Linked DNA regions of Gossypium hirsutum: region 2 is linked to region 1. A link is a contact called in public Hi-C data. All regions are on one chromosome and are shown on one strand. Each heading gives the region's core, a stretch centred on a gene start, on an enhancer-like site or on the middle of the called end of the contact. The rest is flanking DNA. Distances are from core to core; before and after follow the strand shown.

Region 1 (7,551 bases), core at 1,095-3,594:
CGACGGCTCAATCTCACCCATTCTCTCTACTTCTATTAAACTAGCTCATCTCCTCTGCTTCGCAACCGCCTGGGGCACCGCCCTTTGGGTCACTTTCATCGGCGGTATCCTCATGTTCAAGTACGCCTTTTTCTTTTCTTATTATACCCTTAATTAATCCCAAATTATTTTTTTTAAAAATAATTTGTTATTTCCTTTAATTTTTACTTAGATATCTGCCAAGGCATCAATTTGGTAATCTACAAAGCAAGATTACCAAATTAAACGGCGGCGGCGTTTGGTTATATGCATCCGTGGAAGTCGGCGACCACTACCGAGAAGTACCAGCTTGGCTTTTTAGTCTCTGCTTTTGCTTTTAATCTCATAAATTTGTTCGTTTTCACTCCCATGACCATTGAGGTAATTTCGTTCAGTTCTATCCCTTGTTCATCATAAAATTGGGCTGGTTTATTTTCATGTTAATCAATGAAAATCTCTGGAATCTGGTTTGACTTGTAGGGTTCACTTGGCTGGGAAATAAAAAGATAAAAGAACTTTTATTTTAGGGTTAATTGCACCTGATATCCTTAAATTATGACCAACATTCTATATTGGTCTTGGACTCCAAAATGTTTTAATTGAGTCCTTAAAGTATCAATGCGGTATCAATAAGGCCATTTAGTTTAGCATGCTAGCTCAGTGAAGCATATTGAAAAATAGCTTAAATTTGATGTTTAAAAAAAAAAAAAAAAAGAGTCCCCTTAAATATTTAAAACACTTGTTTATAATTTAATTGTCAAATCTGAACTGACATTTAACACCTAAATTGGCAGTTAGGCTCACAAAATACAATAATGATAGTATGGAGATTCAATTAGAATATTTTGAAGTTTAGAGACAATTTAGAAGCTGGGCGATAGTTTGGATAAGTTTGATGGGTTGAAACCCATAAATTTTATGTCTAGATATTTTAGGGTGATGAAATCTTTTGTGTTTTTATGAGAATTTAGGGTATATTTGTACTGAGAAGGGAGAATGGTTGTATTTAAGATTCTGTTGATTGGATGCATGAGATTCCAAGGTGTTAAGTATTTTCTGATTTATTCTATGTTCCCTAAGCAACCATGAAGTAAATAAGTGAGTTCATTCTTACTAATGCTGCATTTGTGAGTTGATATCCTGGCTTATGTTGTTTGTGGACTTGCAGATGAAGCATAGGCACAAGGTGGAGAGAGAAGAGAACATTGGTAATGAAATTGGAGGATCAAAGAACCAGGAAGTCGCGAAGAAGAACCCAAAGCTCGCAGCCATGAACAAGAAATTTGGAATGATTCACGGGTTATCCTCGCTTATTAATCTTATGTCCTTTGGTGTTCTGGCTATGCACACATGGTACTTAGCCGGTAAGCTCAGTCTGTAGTTTGTACTTCACTTTTACATGGTTGTATGTGTTTTTTGTGGGACAAACTGATCCAAATGCTCATACTACAACTCTGTTAAATCGAAATAATTGAAGAATTAGACGGGTCTGATATACCCCCAACATAACCCAATCCGACTAGTTGAAGAATTAGACCCGTCCCTATCCGTTTCAAAAGAAAAATAATTGAATTTGGGTTATATTTTGATCCCTATGCATAATGTGTTGTTATGAAGCATAACAGCCTAGCATGTAGCAATTATGTTTGTTTTCATCATAAATTGTAGCAAGTTTGTTGCAAACTGGCAAAAGTTAATTTTAGTTTGCATGGATACCAAATGTAGAGAGATTAAATGACTGGTTTTTACAGCATGCATATTAAGTTACAATTTTTATTACAGTAGATAGGCACCGATCATCACTAAGCCATCTTTTGATGCTTTTGAATTTAACATGTCTACATAAAAAGTTTAGAAAAAGCTTGTAGGTTGCGCGGTTGTATGAAAGATTTGGGTGGGTCCTGCTTCTCTTTAATTCTTCCAAAACCAAGCCGACTTCTTGCCGTGTCAGTCACTGTGCTTTTGGGCTCCATTTTTGTCCATTATTGGAGCCTTTTGTTTTGTGCTTGACGAAACCTTGGTGTTCATGGGTCATCGGTTTCTGAGAATCTCAAATGTGGGTCATCACTCGTTACATCATCAATGGAGACCAAAATTTGCCAGACCAACAACAAATTATAAGAATCTGACGAGGAATTGCAGATTCCAGCTGACCAAGAAACAACTTGTCAAGCTGTGCGGGCTAAAGTTTGCTCGAAATCGACTTGAGCTCAATCGATCATTATTTTCTATAGAGCTACTCGAATTCAATTAAAGCTGAATTGTAATTGCATACCAGCAAGTTCAATATCGTTCTCAATAACTATAACACCTAAGCAAGATCTTTCTTTCACGTTTCAACTACTCTCAAGACATCGATATCCCCCACTTAAAGGCTGCCCCATAAGCCGACACATTGACTATCATTTTCCTGAACATGTTCCGGAAAAATCTCGTTAGCTTTAGGTAGCCATTATTGAAATATTAACTTCTACCAATGATCCAATGAGACGATAAAACATCATTACGCTAGTGTTACTCATAATACAGAGTAACAATTTTCATGAGTTCTATCAAATTTCCTTTCCTAAATCAATAATGAATAAAAGAATCATCGACGGCAATGTGACTCCACCTGTATAATACTCCCTCCTAAGAAACAATATATGGTTCTCAACGAAAATTGATCACATGGTATGCACCCAAGAGTAACAGTTTGGCAGGCAATAAAAGGATCACCGGCAAATATATGTGCCTAGATCCAACTAGCTTACCAAACCGCTTCAAGGACGCTCTCCCGGTTTGTAAAACAATGGCTAAGTTGAATTGTCCTCGGTGTAGACCAGTTGTCGTGATGGACTTCCCGAGAATGATACCCGCACTGACGCTGCGAGATAACACCAGGGACCACCAGTCCTTGCGTCGTTGTTCTCTCTTGGTCTTCCTGATGCGATTTTGCTCTTGACGGATGACTTCTCGAATGGATTTCAAGTAAGATTTCATGTCATGATCTCTTATGATTGTTCCTTCGGAACCGTATGCAGTACGATCACTTAAGATGTCAAGTGGATGTGGCGAGTTAAAGAAAATTCTCTGTGCAGCCCGGAGCAACTTCTCTTCACTGTCTTCGTTTGAGAATGGAGAGGTTAGGAAATATAGACCGGTTCCTGAAGGAAGGAGATGATGAGGTGGAGAGAATTTCTCATCTGGTTGTAAAATCAGAAGTTGCCCCATTGGTGTATACAATAGATTCTGTAGCAAAACAAGATAAATAATTAAATATCCATGTTCTAATTCAGTTGCATTTACAGTTTTCAAAAATGCAGATACATTACCTGATTATTGAGACAAGGATGGTGTCGAAACTTCCCATTAAGAGCCTTTAAAAGCTCTACAACATGGCTAGGAAAATTGCAAGAGAAGGCTCGAGGAACAATGTCTCTGTGCATCGTAATTGCTTGAACATGACTTCGTGGCAACCCGAGTTGGCGAAGAAGACGGTCACCCCCACACATGATGCTTGGAGATCCAAACATTATAACGGGAAGTAAGGAAGAAGCCAGCACTTCACCTCGTATCAACAACATAAGATTTACCAAAAGTGACAAGCTGCCACCGAGAGAATGCCCAGTGAAGCGGAAAGTTGCACGTTTTCCATGTGATTTTAAGTGGGAACGGACATCAGGCAGCATTCCCTCGTACATGCCTTTAGCAATCTCATATATACCTCTATGGACAAGAACATCCAGTCCCTTAAACCATAAAAGATTGTATTGTATTAATCGAAAACCGGAAATGGATATACTTTCCAGTCCTCTACGATATTTACCGCATACCAAAAACAGAGGCTAAAGCAATCAACGTTCTCATCTAAAAAAGTTTATATATGTAAATTGACATCTGATGCGGTTTCAATGAACATTTTATGCATTCAAGAATCCAAACAAAATCAGATAAAGATTAACAAGAAGCAAATAGACACATTCTGTCAAGAAATTACCTCAAACTTGATAGGCTCGAAAAGTAGATTCGCCTGCCAAGATGCTAATGACTCAGATCCCTACATATACACATCATAACTAGTTCAAAAATGTAAGGTAACAACATCCAAAGTGCAAATGGAATCAATATAATCAACTCTAAATAAAAATCTGCAACTCCTATATAAAGAGAGCATGTGCCATACCCTTGTTAGTATGGATGGTATTATCTACCTGAATTACAAAGAATCTAGTACCACTCTGATCATCATCACATATAAACCACTCACAAGGCGATGAATGCGTAGAGTTCAAATCATCAGCAACAGCTTGCTTCACGTCTTCCTTGGCAGCAACCACGGCCGTCACGGAGTCTGTAGTTGCCATTAAAGAAGCCATGTCAGAGCTTATCATATCGGAACCACTCTCAATTCCATTTCCATCTTTGGATGAATCCTTGATGCTTTCAGGATTCGACGATTTGAAAGGAAGCATGGTCCTTGTATGGGACTGCAAATAAGAAGCAGCAGAGGCAGCTATCTGATAAGCAGCAGAAGCACTGATTCGATACCCGATATTTTTCTTCTCATTGCCGTACATATCATCCTCGTTATTCCTTTGCACCTCTTGATTTTCAGAGGATACCTCATGATTTTTCTCAACAGTCATTGCTGATTCTCTCTTCTCCATTGACGAAGTCACAAAATGCAAACCGTGATGTTTTAAGAGATTCTCAGGCTGAAATGCAAAACAAAAAAATATATATACAGAAAAAATTACTCTTCAAAGATCCGAGCGATAGTTTCATCTATAAACAAACATCAAAGCACACATCCAACAAAAGAGAGAAACCCATCATCATCATCCAAGTACAAATAAATTACAAAACTATGAAGATATCATCAAATTTCAAAAACAAGAAATTTCACCCATCAAATCATCAATCATTTTGCTTTTTTCAGTGAAACCCAGTTTTTCACCTCTCTTAAACGAGACCTTAATCTAATATATAAAATGAAAACATGTTAAAACGTTTTAAAAGTATGAATAATTAAAAAAAAAAAGAAAAAAATTTCTGGGTTGGTTTACCTTAATCCTTGGAATGACATAAGCCAAGCATCCAAGGTAAGACATTTGAGCGTACAGCTTAGCATCAGCTAACGACACCCTTTTGAGCATCTTGGAAAACGAATGTTTATCGATTTCCTTTATTTCATTTTCATCATCACAGGCTCTGCAGCATTCACACATTCGTTCCTCCCCGTCGACGACGCCGTTTTCATTGTTTCCTTCTTCGGCTTCTTCCCCTTCTTTACCAGCGTCTTCCTTCCACAACGACTTCACGTCCAAGATCTTCATGACCCAATTCCCGTTCCGCCCTTCCAACGTCCCGTTCATTTCTCCGCCGTTCACTTTCATCTCCTCTCCGTTACCCTTCTCCAATAAAACCGTATCGTCGACGGCCGTCCCGCTGTACCTCGCGTACTTCCTACCTCCACTTCCGGAAGGCCACAATGATTTCAATGTGTACCGACACGATAACATGGAAAACACTTTCTTCTGCGGCGATACAACCGCCCCGGACGATGACGACGTCGATTTATTATTGTTGTTGTTATTACTATTATTACCCGCCACCAAAGACCGCGCCACCGCACTCACTTGCGCGGCGTTGGTCCTATTTTCCAATGGCCTGGTCACCGAGATCGCAGGTGGCATACCATGAATCCCTGTTTTCAAACAACGCCCATCCATTTTATTTTATTTTTACAATTTGCTTGTGGGGGCTTAAAATTCTTTATAGTTTCTAATCAAATATAAGTATGAAAAAGATCTAATACTATAATAAACAAAAAGTGGGTAAAAACATAGGAAATATCAAGCGGCAACAATGGCGGGAAGCAAGGCGCTTTTATCTCTTTGTTTCTCCAACCTGTTTTCCGGTTTTAAGATGGTTGATCAAATTTCTTCATTTATATATAAAAGAGAGAGACGGAAGGTTCTAAATAGGCGGAGGAAGAGAGGGTAAATTACATTTTAAAAATTACTACATAATCATTCAACTACAAAATAATCATATGGAGGACTTTAAATAATGAATTGTCGTTAGCCGTTACACAAGGTTATGAGGCAGTTGTAAATCATAACAGTTTTCATTACAATTTTTCTGGATATATTTATTCACATGTTTATCTTTTGATTTTTATAATTTTTTTAAAAATTTTGTAATATATATATTTAATCTTATAACTTTTTTTATAATATATATTTTGTTTTTGTTTTTAAAAATATTAATATAGTATAAAACATTACGAGAAAGATTCTAGAAGAGTTAAAAGACAAATTCAATAAAATCATTCCAAGATCAAGGGACATCATCAATAATATGGTATTTATTTTTTTATAATAGAAACATGTGAAATAAATAAGTATATATATTTATTTATATGAATTCGAACTAGACTATATGATTTAATATTTGAAAAATAATAATTTTTGGGTTTGTACCAAAAGTAATTTATTAAATTAAAAACCCTTATTTTCAACTACTATTTACAGAGCATTTTCAGTGAATAAATGAAAACAACTTTCTTTTTTCACATATTTTTATTTTCTAAAAATTAATTTTAGAATTTTCAACTAAACACATTTTTCTTAAATGAATTCTAATTCGTTAGAGTTTTTCTTTTTTTTCTGAAAAATTAATTTCAGGTCAGATTAGTGGCATTGGAAAAATACTCAAGTCAAGTCCGACACGTCAAATTATTTACAAAAATTACACTTAATGTATGTATATATTAAGTTTTAGCTTTCAATAAATAAATATATTAAGTCTAAAATGACAATCTTATTTCTTCAAAATAAAAAATTAAAACAATTCAATTAAATTTAAATCAGATCAGGTGAAGTCAAATCTTTTATTAAATTTAAGGTTAGGGTTTGAGACAAATTATTTTCTCAAGATAAAATTTCATTTTAAGATCGAAACAGGCAAAAATCCGTGCATGCCAGCCGAGAGGAAATAGGCAACAAAAGGGAGGGGAGAAAAAAAAAATTAGAAACCCTTGGATTATCCTAATTTCTATGTAGCCTCATCATGTTGTAATGGGAAAATATTAGGACCCAAACCCCAAAAGATAAAAATAAAAATAAAAACTAATATCCCCTATTCCTAGCCAAGAACTTCTTTGATTTTGGACTTCTGGTCTTCCGTCAACGATGTGGGGAATAAAACGTCATAGGCGACATAGAGATCACCTTTCTTCTTGCTGGAATGTAATGGCATTCCTTCTCCTTTGAACTTTCTCACCTCCTTGTGCTTAGTAATATCCTATGTAATTATGCAAATACAAATATTTATTTTTTCCTAAAACATAATTTTGATGTTTATTTATTTTTAAAATTTGGGTTTTAGTTGTTGTATATGATGGACACTAACTGAGCAAATTACCATAGGATCTGTCGTCGCTTAATGCTTACCTTAGAGCTAACGTTCACTAAATGGTCATCAAGATGTTTAATGGTCTTCTCAAAACCAACAAGAGCTTGAACCTGGTACAAGGAAAAATGAAGA
Region 2 (6,826 bases), core at 1,369-3,868, 130 kb before region 1:
CAAAGCCTTGGTTGGAAGCCTATTTTAAATGTAGGTTGCAGTGTTAACTGCTTCTGCCCATAGAGCTTTAGGCAGATTCTTTTGAATCATCAGACACCTGGCCATATCCATCAAGCTCCTGTTCTTTCTTTCACTTACACCATTTTGCTGAGGTGTATAAGTGTTGGTAAGTTGATGTTTGATGCCTGCATTATCACAGAAGGCTTGGAACTGAGCTGATGTGTACTCAGTCCTATTATAAGACCTTATGGTCTTCAGCTTACAGCCTGTTTCAGTCTCAGCAGCAGTCTTAAACTTCCAGAATACAGAGGTTACTTCTAATTTTTGTTTTAAGAAGTAAAGCCAACAATATCTTGAGAAATCATCAATGAACAGTATGAAATACCTGTTTCCACTTAGTGACTCAGTCTTCATGGGGCCACATACATCAGTGTGCACCAGTTGTAGTCTTTCAGAGGCTCTCCGGGCTTGATTCGAGGGAAATGAAAGTCTGGCCTGCTTGCCTAGCTGACATACTTCACATACTTCCTGGTTTTAAACTGAGCTTATGAAATTTTCAGCCAAGCCACTCCTGCACATGTGCTCCATCGATTTGTAGTTGGCATGACCAAGTCTTTGATGCCAAAGCTTGGATTCATCTGTTGTAGCCATGTAAGCAATATCTGACTCATTTTTCCAGTCAATCACAAAGCTTTTATCAGCCATAGGGACTACTATCAGCTTGGATCCACTTGGATCACTGATCTGGCACTGATTGTCCTTGAACACCACAGAATACCCCTTCTCCAGCAATTGAGCTATGCTGAGTAGGTTCCTGTCAATTTCAGGCACCAAGAGCACATTTGAAATGACTTTGGCACCTGTGGGAGTGCATATCAGCACATCACCCTTGCTTTCAGCTTTTGTAAAGTGGCCATTACCTATTTTGACTTTGGTTCTGCAGCTTCTGTCTAAAGACTTGAAGATTGCAGCATCAGGTGTCATGTGATTGGTGCATCCACTGTCTAGGAGCCAACCAGATGAGAGCCTTTGCTGTGCAGGTGAGCATGACATAGCAAAGACTTGCTCCTCTTGGTCACTGTCCTCCTTGGCTACTCGAGCCTCAGCTTTCATCTGTTGAAACTGATTCTGCCTTGGTTTGCCCTTGCTTTTGCAGACTCTCTCAACATGACCCTTCTTCTTGCAGTGTTGACACACAGCATCTGGTCTAAACCAACATTTTTCTTCTGGATGTCCAGGCCTCTTGCAATGCCTGCAAGGTTGATCATTACTCCTTGCAGCATTAGACTTAGGCCTATTTTTCCAGGTCTTCTTGCCTTTGTAGGCAGTATTGGTCTTTGCCTAAAAGACACCTTCTTGGTGCTCCTCCAATCTGCTAGCTCTTCTCTGCTCTTGTGCATAGAGAGCATTGATGAGCTCTGTCAAGGGAATGCTGGTCAAATCCCTTGAGTCTTCGAGAGATGAGATTTTTGCCTCATACCTCTCTGGTAAGGTTGAAATCACCTTCTCTACTACCATTGCTTCACTGAACTGCTCACCAAGGAGCCTTATGTTGTTCACCACTACCATAATCCTGTCAGAGTACTGCTTGACAGTTTCTTCTTCCTTCATCTTCAAATTCTCAAAGTCTCTCCTCAAGTTCAACAATTGTTGTTGCCTTGTCCTCTCTGTCCCTTGAAACTCCTCTTTCAACTTGTCCCAGGCCTACTTTGGTGATTCACAGCACAATATTAAACCGCTCAATTGTACCTTTTCATAAAAGTGTCGGTGTGTTTAGCTGGTTTGTGCTAGGAAATCACTTCCCTTTCTAGTTTCTATGGTCTCACAAAAAACGAAGTAGCACAACATATATTCGTGACTATGTTTAGACCACGTCTAAAAGAAGAAAAATCTTCGAAGTGTTGTGATATTTAGGCCGTAGTTTTTGAATCTCATACACAGATATTTAATATTAATTTGTTCTTTTTTAAAGTCTGTCTTTTATTGACTTTTTGTAGACAAAGTTGGCGACCTTTTTTATCAACTTGCACACCTAAAAGTAACTGATTTTGTTTTTGACCATAAAGTATAAAAAGGGACACCTATCTTTCTTCCAGCCAATCACGACCTTAGACTGAATTGGAATTTAAAGATTCTTTGTATATCACATCATTAACGAGGTCATGAAAAGTATTATCTTGTATCGTGTTCTTTTTTTTTGTTTTTTTATTTGAATCGATCTTACATTTATTTCGAGTTGAGATGAACACTTTTGGCAAATGGGTTCAATGTTAGGTTCTTTTCTTAAGGTTTTATTATATAGTCAGATGTAAATTCATTATTCAAATATAAACTCATAAAAAAAAACCAGTTAATTGCGGATGCTAGTATTTATTTGGCAATAGCTAGTAGATTCTATATTCAGTCAAAATTACAGATCTTCATCCCCACTTGACTGTTAAGTAACAATTACATACGTCATTTTTTAATATTTTATTTTTGATCTTAATTATCCAGTCTGACATAATAAAAAGAAAAATAAATTATCCAGACCAAAACACAAAATATCCATACATTCCCCCACAATACGACGGCTTTCGCTTAAAAAACCAGGACCAAAGTAATAAAAATATAACACAACACCATCGAACTCAAAAAAACAGTTTAGGTTACTACAAAAACCACGGCAACTACCACCCTTGAATGTTTTGAGCTTCCCACATCGCTTTCTTATCTACACTAAGGCCTATAATATCTCAGACCCTCCTTATATTACAGTGTTAAAAATCAAACAAAACACAATCCATAGCAATGGAAGCAGTGAACCTCAAGAAAAAGCAGTGCAAAATTGTCGTGGCAGTAGATGAGAGTGCAGAGAGCATGTATGCACTTTCATGGTGCCTTTCTAATTTGATTTCTCAAGCCACAATCAACACCCTTGTTCTTCTTTATGTCAAGCCTCCGCCTCCTGTCTACTCTTCCTTGGATGTTGCAGGTTAGCTATGGTTATTTTCTTTATTTTCAAAAACACAATTGGTATTCATATATCAGTATGTATGGTTTCAGGGTATATATTTTCCGGCGATATGATCCGAGCCTTGGAGGCCTATGGCAATGACCTGGTGAATTCAGTGATGGGTCGAGCTGAAGATATATGTGGCAAATTTAGCAGCAATGTAAGATTTTTGTTTGTTTAATTATAAAGTTAAATAAACGAATATGATAAAGATTTTGAAGGCTCGTTTTATGTCTGAGTAGATAAAAGTGGACCGAATTGTTGGAAGTGGAGATGCAAGGGACGTTATATGTAATATAGTGGATAAAATCAAAGCAGATACGTTGGTGATGGGAAGCCATGGTTACGGTTTCTTCAAAAGGTATGAAAGTATCTTTAATTTGTAACAATTTCCGAACTTGGCTTATGAAATTTATTTGCAGCCAGTGGTGATCGTGAAACATCCAGAGAAGATATAAAGCTTATTCTTCATTGTCGGAGATATGGCTTCTACTACCATGTACACCAGTATAGTGCTTTGTTAATTCAAAGTTCCTGATGGTTAATGAGGATCCTATGATTTTTCTTATCTAAAAGTATGTGTTCCTCAAAGGAAGAGATGGGGTTTATCAGTTCATGTATATATGTTCACCAAAAAGTAGACTTTCTGAAATAATTAAAAATAGCCCATAAAAGAGGACTGAAGCAACGTGGTTTAAAGATTAAATGGCAACTTGCAGCTCACCGAGAATACCCAATTGCCCCCCAACAATACAATAAGACATTGGGTGATATATCAAAAGGCATAATGATCTATTTTGGCCTTACAATTAAAAAAAAAAGTTATTGTAGCTCTTTATTTAATTTTTCGTCTCTTTTAGTACATTGTATGTCAAATCATCCCAAGATGGATGAAAAGACGTTTATTAACTTTGCTGTGGCATTTTCGTGGCAGTCCATGTATATGCCACGTTAGCCATTAATTAATTTTAAAATATTTAATAATATTTAAATTTTTTTGAATTTTTTAAAATTTTTAAAAAGTTAATTAATTATTGATGGTGATATGTACGTGGATGTCACGTCAGCAAAGTTAACAAGCCTTAACTTTTTTTTATCTATTTTAAGGTGAATTGACATAATGAATATTTAAGGGTTACAAGAGACGAAAAGTTAAATAAAAAGCTAAAATAATTTTTTTTTATAAAGTTGGAGGTACTTATTTCCTAAATTAAATTATATCATAATACTAATTTCAATCTGCAACTTAAACCTACCTAGGGATCACATGAAAACAATTGAATTCTGTAACACCCTATACCCGACCCGTTTTATCGGATTCAAGTTTAAGATGTCACAATACTTAGCTAAAGTTTTCAATCAACGGAAGTCATACTGAATGTACCTCTTATTTATTTGAAATCATTTCTAAGACAATAGGTTTGGATAATACATTTATCGTTTATTGCAAAATTTTTAAAGGTAAAATAAAACCTTACAACAAATTACTTAAATAGACAAACGTTTCTGTAATGGGTATTACTATTTATCATTTGAAAAAATTGTTTCCATAATATCCCTCTGTATGCATAATATTGCCTCGGCCTACTGTCATAGCGCATTCCTGGTTTGGTCCTTCTTGACATACAGGTTCAACTCATGGACCTGCAAACCAAAACACGCATATAAGTTTCCAAGAAACTTAGTGAGCCTCACTCATATTTACCTTTTCACGAAGATGTAGATTTTATCGACTCAAGGGTTTGAGTTCCCTTTCAGACATTGGCGGATACATTTCTGATTCTTGGTTAGCGAATAACCATACATGAATCTCTACACTTAACTATTTTATACTCCTTACACCCAACCGACGGATATCAGACTTTACACAATATTTTGAATCTCATTACACGATTTCTTTGCTATTTGTAATTAGGTACGCTTATCAGATACTACTCTTGGCAGATTCCTTTACAGAACTCATCGATTGCCAGAGCACCAGTTACATTGTATCTTCAAATCAGTCCAAACAGTCATACTTGCTTAGAAGAACACAACATTTCAATACATTCAATAGAATTCTAGATAACAGTAATGTAGGACCCAAGAAATTTCTAGGTTTGGTGGACACTTGCACTACCATTATTCCGAATGTCCCAAGTTCCCTATCATGGTAGATTTGTAACGCCTTCAGCTCGATCTACATCTCAGGTGTTACAACGCAAAAATAGACTTATGCTAACTTTACTCGCAAATATTTACAACAATTACAACTTAGCTTAAAAGAATCTTTCAACTAAATTGCAAATGAATAAACAATAGGTAATCATGATCATTGTACAATGGGTGTTAATTACAAGGAATTACAGGCTACTCTCATAGCTTAACTACATAACTTCAATATATAAAACTTAATTAATGCCACTGTCTTGATTTGTATGCATAATAACCCACTTTGCCACTACCTTGGCATTGCCCTGGCGTCGTCTCTCTTGACATAGGCCCTACCCAACTTACCTATAACATAAATACACAAAGGTAAGTTCCCAATTGTATACTGCATCGGGTAGTTCATTTGACCATCTCATTATTATTTTTTACTCATTGACCTATCACTAACTATGCCATTCTTAGAATTCCTTTCTTCACACCATCGAAGTTACCTCTCACCTTGATATCATGCCTTACCCTTCACATCTTCAATACGTTACTTACGTTCTATGCTTTACGCTTTCATGATCCCTTAACCAATCCAAACCCAGTGATTCATAAAGTACTATCATTCTTTCATACGTACAGTCTTTGTTCCTTCAAGATTCATGAGTGATTTTGTATATAGGTAAAAGATACATTATCAAATTTTATGATTCGATCTTTGCTGAAAAATACCCTCTCTCAGGATCTTCTCCATTATTTTTCAGGTAAATAACCTCTCTCAACTTTAGTAAACATAGTCCTTACTCATTTTTGTTCTTCCAATCCCTTTTTACCTATACTTTGAGTCCGTTATATACTCTGGCGTACTCTAGTTTCTCTGTTATTATCTTAGGATCATGCATGATACGCCATGACATTTCATGTAGAGTTTGTCATAATAAAAATTCATTACAATACCCTATTGAGGGTATAACAAGTTACGCCAAAACGACTCTTCCTTCAAATGCATTATTCTTACCATTCCTTCAGTGTTTTCCATACATACTGTTTCCTCAGAGTTAGCATTGAATTACCATTACTTTCTTTTAGGGTCCGTCACAGAGGCACTTCCTTCATGTGGTTGCCACAAAGCTTCTATTATCATATATTGGCACAAAGGCTTCCATTATCATAGATTGCCACAAAGGCTTCCATTTTCATATTCATTGGCGTGCTCACGATAGGAATTTGCCTAGACTCACATTTCGTGAGGTTTTCCCATCATCGCCCTAGTTCACGCAGAGAACCCCATCAAGTAATAACCTTCATTTAGTTCTTTCCCTATGATGCCATAGCCTACTAGCTATGGTCTTACACGATATGGTACCATGGTCATGGGATTTTCCTTTTTGGAGATCGTGTTTAAAGTCCTAATGGACCCCTTTTGACAACTCCACAGAGACAGGCACAGACTCACTAACAAACCTTTCATGCATTAACACCATTTAAACTTAACACACTATTTATCATACCATCCTTTTGTAGGTTTAGTTCGTAGTACATATGATTCTTCACAAAAAACATCTAGAATAGACAACATACACGCACGAGTCAGTTTAGAGGCTCACCTGAAAACCCCAAAATAGTAACTTGATTCCTAGGTCTAAACATCCATCGAGAAATCTTAATAACCAATGGTTATAAAGCATAAAGATA

Evidence for each region. A called contact is a pair of places that touch in the nucleus more often than the background predicts.
Region 2: a Hi-C map of leaf shows a contact between it and region 1, with 1.5 times the contacts expected there. The contact joins the promoter of LOC107910881 here to the enhancer-like site in region 1. A contact is called at or near these places in 5 of 34 Hi-C or Micro-C datasets (callus and leaf).

What each region holds. Positions count from the first base shown.
Region 1 is chrD08:46,708,369-46,715,919 of Gossypium_hirsutum_v2.1, reverse strand. LOC107910932 (phospholipase A1 PLIP2, chloroplastic) reads right to left here and starts at 5,988. Exons shown (of 6, transcript XM_041098203.1): 1 at 5,067-5,988; 2 at 4,212-4,715; 3 at 3,998-4,057; 4 at 3,333-3,749; 5 at 2,772-3,249; 6 at 2,269-2,428. The coding sequence starts at 5,732. The coding sequence ends at 2,421. It overlaps LOC107910946 (dnaJ protein ERDJ3B), which reads right to left. Exons shown (of 10, transcript XM_016838861.2): 9 at 7,458-7,529; 10 at 6,877-7,308. The coding sequence ends at 7,150. It also overlaps the pseudogene LOC107910940. Within about 2 kb of position 2,344, at least 5 of the 9 cell types and tissues checked have an H3K27ac peak or open chromatin away from gene starts, as enhancers often do. A contact at or near this core is called in leaf, where this site is marked.
Region 2 is chrD08:46,839,030-46,845,855 of Gossypium_hirsutum_v2.1, reverse strand. LOC107910881 reads left to right here and starts at 2,618. Exons shown (of 4, transcript XM_016838822.2): 1 at 2,618-2,974; 2 at 3,046-3,155; 3 at 3,238-3,356; 4 at 3,418-3,746. The coding sequence starts at 2,791. The coding sequence ends at 3,427.